Linked DNA regions of Ovis aries: region 1 is linked to region 2. The links are chromatin contacts, called in public Hi-C maps. All regions are on one chromosome and are shown on one strand. Each heading gives the region's core, a stretch centred on a gene start, on an enhancer-like site or on the middle of the called end of the contact. The rest is flanking DNA. Distances are from core to core; before and after follow the strand shown.

What was found. Hi-C and Micro-C count contacts between places; a contact is called where the count stands out from the background.
Region 1: a contact with region 2 is called in a Hi-C map of muscle, with 4 times the contacts expected there. The contact joins the promoter of CDC40 here to the enhancer-like site in region 2. A contact is called at or near these places in 5 of 16 Hi-C or Micro-C datasets (hypothalamus, muscle, retroperitoneal adipose tissue and 1 more).

Annotation. Positions count from the first base shown.
Region 1 is chr8:27,332,024-27,336,390 of ARS-UI_Ramb_v3.0, reverse strand. CDC40 (cell division cycle 40) reads left to right here and starts at 1,869. Exons shown (of 15, transcript XM_004011208.4): 1 at 1,869-2,077. The coding sequence starts at 1,889. The region is part of intron 1 of WASF1 (WASP family member 1); the gene reads right to left.
Region 2 is chr8:27,107,456-27,111,844 of ARS-UI_Ramb_v3.0, reverse strand. DDO (D-aspartate oxidase) reads right to left here. Exons shown (of 4, transcript XM_042253318.2): 3 at 3,828-3,997. The coding sequence starts at 3,931. Among named protein-coding and RNA genes, the nearest start is that of DDO, 11 kb to the right of the region's middle. Within about 2 kb of position 1,369, at least 12 of the 54 cell types and tissues checked have an H3K27ac peak or open chromatin away from gene starts, as enhancers often do. A contact at or near this core is called in muscle, where this site is marked.

The sequences.
Region 1 (4,367 bases), core at 620-3,119, 220 kb before region 2:
AAGTATCTAGTCTAGTTGGGGATTCTTTAATAAATCGGCTGTAAGATAGGTTGTGAATGCTCAGGTCAGATGTGCTTTCTTTTTGCCATTATTCCAGTTCATCATCCGCAAGTGCAAGAGAAGGCGTCAGAGTACCGAAGCTAGGGGGCATGCTATAGCAAGGGGAAAAGAAAAATGGGAAAAGGTGCAATGGATGCTGCAGAGTTGAATAATTATCCGGGTGGCACAATGGGCGAGTCCCGCCGACGTCGGAGCTGGGGGAGCAGCTCCCTAACTCTGCCCAAGGCCCCCTCTCCCCAGAGCAGGCGTCGGAGACGACAGCCCGCTTCGCCTCCTCTTCCAGCGAAGAAAGGGATCCCCGCACTCGCTTTACCGTTATGTTGTGTCTTTACAGACACAGACTCGCGGCTCAAACACGCAAACGCACCAGCTGGCTTTACGGAGCCTCGGGCACGTAGCTCGAGCCTGGCTTCTCTGGCACCCGGTGCCGCAGGCGCCCCCGGAGCGAGCAGGCACAGAGGCGGGTCGCGGGGGCAGGGGCGCTCAGGCGGTGGCACCTCAGGTGAGACCCGCAGTCTCCCCGCCTAGAGCAGCCTCGAGGCGGTCCCCGCAACCGAGAGCCAGGCGCGCCCGCCGGCCGCCGGGACCCTGGGTCCACAGCTCCGCTGGCGGGTGGGCGGCCGGAGCTCTGGAAACCGCGAATGGCGGTGGGGGCCGTCGCGGGGGAGGCGCGCCCATCCCCACCACCTCTGGCTGGCTAGCGCTCCAAGCGCACCTCTCTCCGTTCTTGGCCAGTGGGGAAGAGTTCCTCTCCCGGTACCCTGACCCCCCGATAAACAATTCCTCAGAGACTCGCGCTCACCGAGAAATCTTGAGGGGCTCTTGCCTTACCCCTTCTTCATGCTTCGGCGGCGGCCGCCGGTCCCCTCAGCTCCCGGGACTCCACCTAGAGCCTCCAGGAGCGTCAGTCTCCCGGGTGGAACCCGCTGTGGGCAGTGGCCGAGGTACCGGGCCACGGGGAACGCCGCCTGCGACGTCCGCCAGTCACCGGACCCACCGTGTGCTCGACGCGCGAGCGAACAACACCGTGAGTCGCCGCCGCCGCCGCCCCCCACTCGCCCCCTCCTCGTTCGCGACGCTCCACAACCGGACGCGGAGACCCGCGCCTGAAGCAGGGGGGAACCGCTGGACTCTCGCCACCTAATCCCCCATCTTTCCCACCAGGAGCTATTCCCCGTCAGTCAACGTCTTCCCACTTAAGATTCTCACTTTCCTCTTCAGCTCTCAGTGCCCAGGTGCAGCTGTGGTGGGAAACTCAGCCCCCACCCACTCACCCAAAAGTGGGGGATGAATATCGCTCTTCCCCCCCTTTCCTGAGGCTTATATGGTATTGCCCAATCCTCAGTTTGGGGGAGGGGGACGGAGAGAACAGTGCTTGGCCGGGGAATGAGGGAAGATGATAGCCAATTGAATGAACCAACCATTCAGGGGCGGGGTCAAAGAGGGGCCTGCCTGCCCCGCCCCGCCCCTCGCTCCAAACTACAATCCCCATCGTGCCTCTTCCGCTTCCCGCCGCGCTGCACGCCGGGAGTGTAGCTCTGGGCGGCCTCAAGGTATTTCGGAACTCGTAGTCTTTAATGTAGTCACATAGGTCCCGAAAGTTGTAAACTATTATAAATCGCCTCTGTTTCCCTAGGTAAATATTTCCAAATCCCGAGTTCCATTGTACTTATTCTAATACTAGTTCATCGACTGTGTTGATTGTTTGAAAATGTAAATGGTTTCTCAGGAGAGGAACTAAATAATATCTATTACTGCAATCTGTCAGGACCTAAAGCTGCTCCTTCTTCCGCCAGGGCCTGGTCTTCACAGATTGTCTGTTGCCGTCATGTCGGCTGCGATTGCAGCTCTCGCTGCTTCTTATGGTTCGGGTTCAGGGTCCGAATCGGACTCGGACAGTGAGGGCGGGCGGTGTTCCTTGCCAGCCGCGGATTCCCTCATGCACTTAACTAAATCGTCTTCGGATAAGCCCTCTCTGGCAGTGGCAGTGGACTCCGCTCCGGAGGTGGCAGTTAAGGTAAGCGCTTTGGCACTGGTGCGCGGCGGGAATTGTCGGTTTCCCCTCCAAAATCCGACAATCACTTGTTAGAACCTGGGTTACCTGTTCTTCGGTCCTGACAGGTGAGTGGCTAACGCTTGGATTCTTCTCCCTCTGTAGGTCTTTATCGGGAGAAGCTGGGAATTGGAAGTTCAGAACAGTCCTCCACTCCCTGCTCTTGGCTCCCGTAGTCAGGAAGAGGGGGTGAAATTTGAATTTCTGTGTTAGGATGTATCCTGATTAGAGTAGGTGTAACAACATGCTGCTGCTGCTGCTAAGTCGCTTCAGTCGTGTCCGACTCTGTGCGACCCCATAGACGGCAGCCCACCAGGCTCCGCCGTCCCTGAGATTCTCCAGGCAAAAACACTGGAGTGGGTTGCCGTTTCCTTCTCCACTGCATGAAAGTGAAAGTGAAGTCACTCAGTCGTGTCCGACTCTTCGCGACCCGATGGACTTCAGCCTACCAGGGTCCTCCGTCCATGGGATTTTCCAGGCAAGAGTACTGGAGTGGGTTGCCATTGCCTTCTCCAGGTGTAACAACATAAACAAACCTAAATCAGAACTTCCCAGACTAGAGTGCGTGCCCTCGCTTTAAGTGAGCAGCGGCCTGGCTTTGTTTTGTTTTTGAAGTCAGAACTAGAATCTGATCCCGGCTCCACCACTTGTTTGAACTTAGGCAAGTTATACAGCCTCCTCAGTCTCCTCACCTGTACAATGGAGGTATAATTTTTAAAGCACCTACATAGATGAGAGGATTATTGTGACGAAATAAAGCTTGGTATCTAATAAAAGTGCATATATAAGGCAAGGCAGTGAGAAAAGACCTTGAATTTAAGAAATAGTGTGCATGATCCCAACTGAGGAAGGTGATAGAGGAAGAAATTGGGTTATATAGTTCCTTTAACAAGTGCTTATTGAACACATGTTACTTCCCAGAAACTGTTCTAAGAGCTGAAGATACAGAGGCCAATAAGCCAGACATCTTTGATACCTTGATGCGTTAGGTTTAGTGGAAAAAGCAGCCAGTAAAATGTGAACAAATGAAGTGGTTACAGAGTGGGTAGAGTGCTGTGAAGGAAAAAAACAGGACTCCATGAAATAGAGTTCTGCAATAGAGAATAAGGTAGAAGCCTGACTTCTCTAGATTGTTTAGGGAAGTCTTCTTGAAAAAGTGGCTTTGAGGAATAGGAAACAGCCAGCCAAGTGCCAGAGGATCAGACACGACTGAGTGACTTCACTTTCACTTCACTTCACTTCACTGAGTGACTTCACTTTACTGAGTGACTTCACTTTCACTTCACTTCACTGAGTGACTTCACTTTCACTTTTCACTTTCATGCATTGGAGAAGGAAATGGCAACCCACTCCAGATTTCTTGCCTGGAGAATTCCAGGGACGGCGGAGCCTGGTGGGCTGCTGTCTATGGGGTCGCACAGAGTCGGACACGACTGAAGTGACTTAGCAGCAGCAGCAGCCAAGTGCACAATAAGGCAAGTGTTTCCCAGCAAAAGGAGGTAGCAAACCTTGAGATGACAGCGAGATGAGTGTCTTTGAAGAACGGAGGAAACGTGTCTGTGTCTGGAGCTGGAGGAGAGCATCTACCAGTTGGTAGTACTGGTCCAGTAGAGCCTAATGGGGGTGGATCAGGAGCTCAGGATGTGGTGAGGGGAGGCAGTGTGCAAAAACTCCTTTCTAATTATGATGTTCCCAAGTGAGGTGCTACAACTTAAGTCTCTTACAGATTTTTAGTGAGCTATTTATGGATTTTACTTTTTAAAGGGACATCAAGTATGAAAGAATACTTAGAATCCTTCTGTTTTTTTGACAGAACAAACTCCTCAAACTTACACTCCTCCAGCAGCCTCCTGAGTCTTTATTCTTTTCACAACTCAGCTTTTTGGAGCTCTCCCACTTTATCTCACTTTCTCCTCAACTTGCCCTAGCTTCTTGGGAAACTTACTCTCTCTGAGTAATGTCACTAGGCTCCCAGTTGTCAAGTTCTGTCGTCTTGAGTATGTGCATCAAGTGACACTATTAAATAGTTCTTCTTGGAAACCTTCTCTCCCTCTGGCTTCAGTGGGTCTATCCTCAGCCTTCTTTTTCCTGTTCTTTTGCCCTCCCTTTCAATATGGATGTTTCCTGAGACTCTTAGTCTGTTTTGCATCCCTCATATTTTCCAGGCCTTCAACCTGCAGTACTTCTGATGACTCACAGGTGAATACCAAAATGGTTCGCACAGACTCTGGTATCAAGACTGCCAGAATTCAAA
Region 2 (4,389 bases), core at 120-2,619:
GGAGCAGCTGGGCACCCTTTGTCAGTCCAGCAGGCGGGGTTTTCCTCCTGTAACTGTCTTAGGGCAGCGACTGGAGGCCCAGTGGAAGCCCCCAAGGCCATTGCCCCACATCTCTTCCCTAATAACCTTGTTGCCATCGTCAGAAAAAATAAACATCATTTTCCACTTTCCTGGCCAGTGCCCTTCCACCTCATCTTTGCATAACCAGGCAGAAAGCCTGCGGGGCGGGCAGGGGGCAGGGTGAAACGTGCTCACATTAGACCTGTATCTGAGGCCAATTTTTGCCCGTGGCTTGTCTGGTTAGGGGCCAGCAGCCAATGCTGGGTGAAGGAGGAATTCTCTAGGGCCCTGGAAAAGGAAGACTGTGCTGTAGCCGGCACAGGGTATGTTGGATGTGGGGAAATAGGAGTCCACTGTGCACAGGAAGGGACCTTTGCAAGGTGGACATTTGTAAGGCAGAGACGACCTGTCTCCCGCCTGATGTACAATCCATATTTCTGTCCATCTGCCGAGGGAGTGCTGTAGGCTCTGCTGTCAGTCAGGCCAAGCAAGAGAACAGAAGCTGTAGGCGACGTGAGACTGAAAAGTAACAGAGAAAACTCCATAGAGGAGAGAGAAGGAAGCAGCTCAGTGTAGTCAGTGCTGTGCTCAGTGCTGGGCCCCCTGGAAAGGAGGCAATGCACCAGAATCACAGGGCACCCAGCACTGAAATGGGGCACCCACTTTCTGAATGCCGCCCAAGACAGGACCATCCTGCTCCAGCTGGGATGATTTATTCAGGTAGGATGCCTGGAGAAGAGACAGGTTTAGTTGACATACTGCCCCTATGATTCATTTCCTGGAAGGGCAAGTACAAAGCAGCAGAATATGACTCCACTGGCCAACGATATAAAACATGATCTGCATGGCTGACTAACCTTCAGGGGGTTTTGTTCATTTGTTTGTTCTGGGTATTACTGGGCATACTTTTTTTTTTTTTTTTTGAGGAGAGGATTTCTTCTGTTCTTTGAAAAACACTACAGATTTAATTTGTTGTTAAGAACAATTTTTTTCTTTCCTAGAAATTAATATTGTTTCAGAAGGATAGAGCTTAGATTGAAGGCATTGTTGTGTGGCTTGCTGAGTGAAATGCCCATTTTTGAGTCAGAATGCTTTAGGCTGAACACTTGCATTATGTGGCAGGGGTGTAGGAGGCAATAGAACAGACCCTGGGCGTGAGGAACAAGCAGGGATTGTGTGGCTCCCCAGTTGGGTCATCCCCATGGTGGAGAGTGGGTGGCAGCCTACAGAGTGAGCCCCAGGATCCCACGCCCTTACCACAACACGGCCAGGCTCCCTCTTGGCCTGAGGTCCTTGATCTGAGAGGCTTGCCTTGGGCTTAGAGGAGTCCCAGCCCTACAAAGTCTGCCTCGGGTATGACACTCCTCCTCCTCCTCTACACTGGCCTTCTGGTCAGATGCCAGGGCCTGAGGGAAGCGGGGACAGCTAATCTTACAGAGAGGAGGCCCCTACATGCCCCCTCACTGCGGTGGGGGGGTATATGGAAGCCTGAGGTATTACAGGCCTAGAGGGGTCAAAGTGGTGGGGGGGTGGACAGCTAGGACAAGGGTCTCCTCATGGCTTCCCTGCAGCAGACAGTGTGCACTGTCTGCCCGAGGCACTCATGTTCCCACCCACTGTCATGGTTGAGGTGTGCATCAAACAAATAGACCTTAAAAGGCCTCCCCAGGACTCTCGGGGGCAAGAGCAGCCCCTTGGCCCTCTTCTCCTTGACTCTGTCACCTAAAGCCAGACAGGAAGAAGCGTGCTCCAAGGCACGAACCTCAGCTGGCTGGTCACCAGGCCCGATGGTGTTGCAGTCAGGAGGTGGCTCCCACTGGCACAAAGTACCACTTTTATTTTAAGTAAAGCAAAATGCTGACAGCAGGCTTCCAACTAATGAGAGGATATCAGGATTTTCCCCAGGCCTTCAGATCCCACAGTTAGTACTGAAAATAAGGGGTCAGTTTTCTAGGAGGTGATACTTTAGAAGCAGGCAGAACAAATTGTTCGGGTAATATACGTTCTCATGTGAAACTAGTTGAGGGTGGCGCAAAATAAATATGCATATATTGACAGTAAAGCTCTGTAACTTCTGGCTTGCCTAATAATTTCCCCTTAATTTTATTAAGGTAAGATAAATAATACCTTAACTAGGTATCAATAGCATTGGTACTTCCAAAGTTCTTTTTCTAGGCATTCTTATAAAGACAAAAGTGCAACACCATATAACCTTGCCACTCAGAAAAGATGGTGATGCCCTGAAAACTGGAATGTTGGCTGATGAGTAACTCCATCACATGAGGGCTCAAATATTCATTTATCACCTGATATACAGTGGTTTAAATTTCACATTTAAACAGGGGTTTATGGGCCAGCAAACAAGGCACAAAAGTGTAGGCTTTATAAAACTGGAACTTAAAAAAAAAAAAAAAGAAAGTCCCATATAAATTGCTAAGAGGTAAAAGTGAGACGAGCACTTACAAAGCTACAAAAACATATCATGATGTTCCCAACACGTGCCTAACAGACTTAGGTTCCCTCCTCTGCGCTCCCAATCCACCCTCATAAATTTGTATTTAACACTCAGCATACATGTAACTGTAATTGTTAATTAACATGTATATCGATACACATACACACACATACGCCATCACCCTCAGTAGAATTGACTAGCTTCTAGTACAGTGCTAGGTATACACAGAAGCTCAACAAAGAATTGTGGAATTAATTATTCCATTTAATTATCCTATATCCTACATCTGGAACTAAGTCATTGTTGCCACTGCTTACCTCAAGTCACTTTTCCAACTTTTATATAATAATTTGCTTTATTCCTATACAGATTCAGGCACTGAAAGGGCCAAAGTTTCACAACCCTCAACATGCTTGCAATTTCTGATGAAACAAGAGAGATTTATTAATGTGTCTTAAATAATGATACCCTTGTTGTGTTTCCTAACCAACTGGAACAGGAAGTCCTGAAAACCAAGCCAAAATACAAGTTCTTGGAATTTGGGCTGAACTTGGTAAGGAAGACATTACCTAATTTAGATAAGCCCTCAGTTTTAAGGTCCTTGTTAATAACAAAATAAAATAATGGAGTTATTTTCTTTTTAATTAATGAGAAAAAAATTCTAAAATACTGTATAATAAACCTAAGATTCTCTAAAGAACTAGAGGAAATCCTATCATTTTATAGCTGGAAGCCTATTCTCCAAATATCTCACTTTATAGATGAGGAAACTAAGGTTCTGTTTCAGCAAGGGGGTCTCAGTGGTGGGGAGACAGGGACCAACCTCTGCATCAGGGTGCACAGGGAAGCAGGAAATGGACGTGTTACTAACTTGGGCGTGTCTCACTCCTTGTGACACAGGGTCTCACAGACTATTTACTAAGCCCTACTCTTGCCTGGAAAATCTTATGGACAGAGGAGCCTGGTAGGCTGCAGTCCATGGGGTTGCTAAGAGTTGGACATGACTGAGCGACTTCACTTTCACTTTTCACTTTCATGCATTGGAGAAGGAAATGGCAACCCACTCCAGTGTTCTTGCCTGGAGAATCCCAGGGACGGGGGAGCCTGATGGGCTGCTGTCTATGGGGTCGCACAGAGTCGGACACAACTGAAGTGACTTAGCAGCAGCAGCAGCTGTTAATGCACACCAAGGCACAGTGCACAGAAGCTCTGAGGCACAACAGAGAATTTTCAGTCTCTATGTTATGAGAAGGTATGAAGGTATTTGTGGGTAGGACAGACAAAGGAAGCAGCAAAGTGCACTTCAACCAACCTTTTCTGCAACCACGGGAGGTAGGTAGGGCCTTCACATTTGAGTGTCGTAAAAGCATGACCAAACACATGTTGGGGGAATTTCTTCAGCTCATCCTTGGTCATCTTTCGAAATCCTAGCACCACATCAGCCCAGTATGGCACTTCTTCAGTAGGAATACTCCGAAATATCTGCCAACTCAAACACATTAAGTGGAAAAATTTCCTGAAGTTTTATGAGATTTCTAGCAAAACCCATGTAACATTCTCTAAAGCATTTTACAAACACACTTCTTATGCCTGTACAGAGAAAAAAAAAATCTATTTTTCTGTTCACTTAGCTTCATATAATTCAGTAGCTAAATTTAAAATGTTCGGGGTAGGGGGAGGGCAGGCATTGGAATAAGACATTTAAAAAGCTGTGTGTCTTTTAAATATTGAATTTAACTCTCTTTTTCTACAAAGCTCTTGCCCAGCTTTTCTTTATTTATGATGATGCACCTGGGGGGAAAGATTTTTCTGTTTTGCATAACGCTTTACATAAACTATAAACAAATCATCAAAAGTTTAAATGTTGGCCTCAA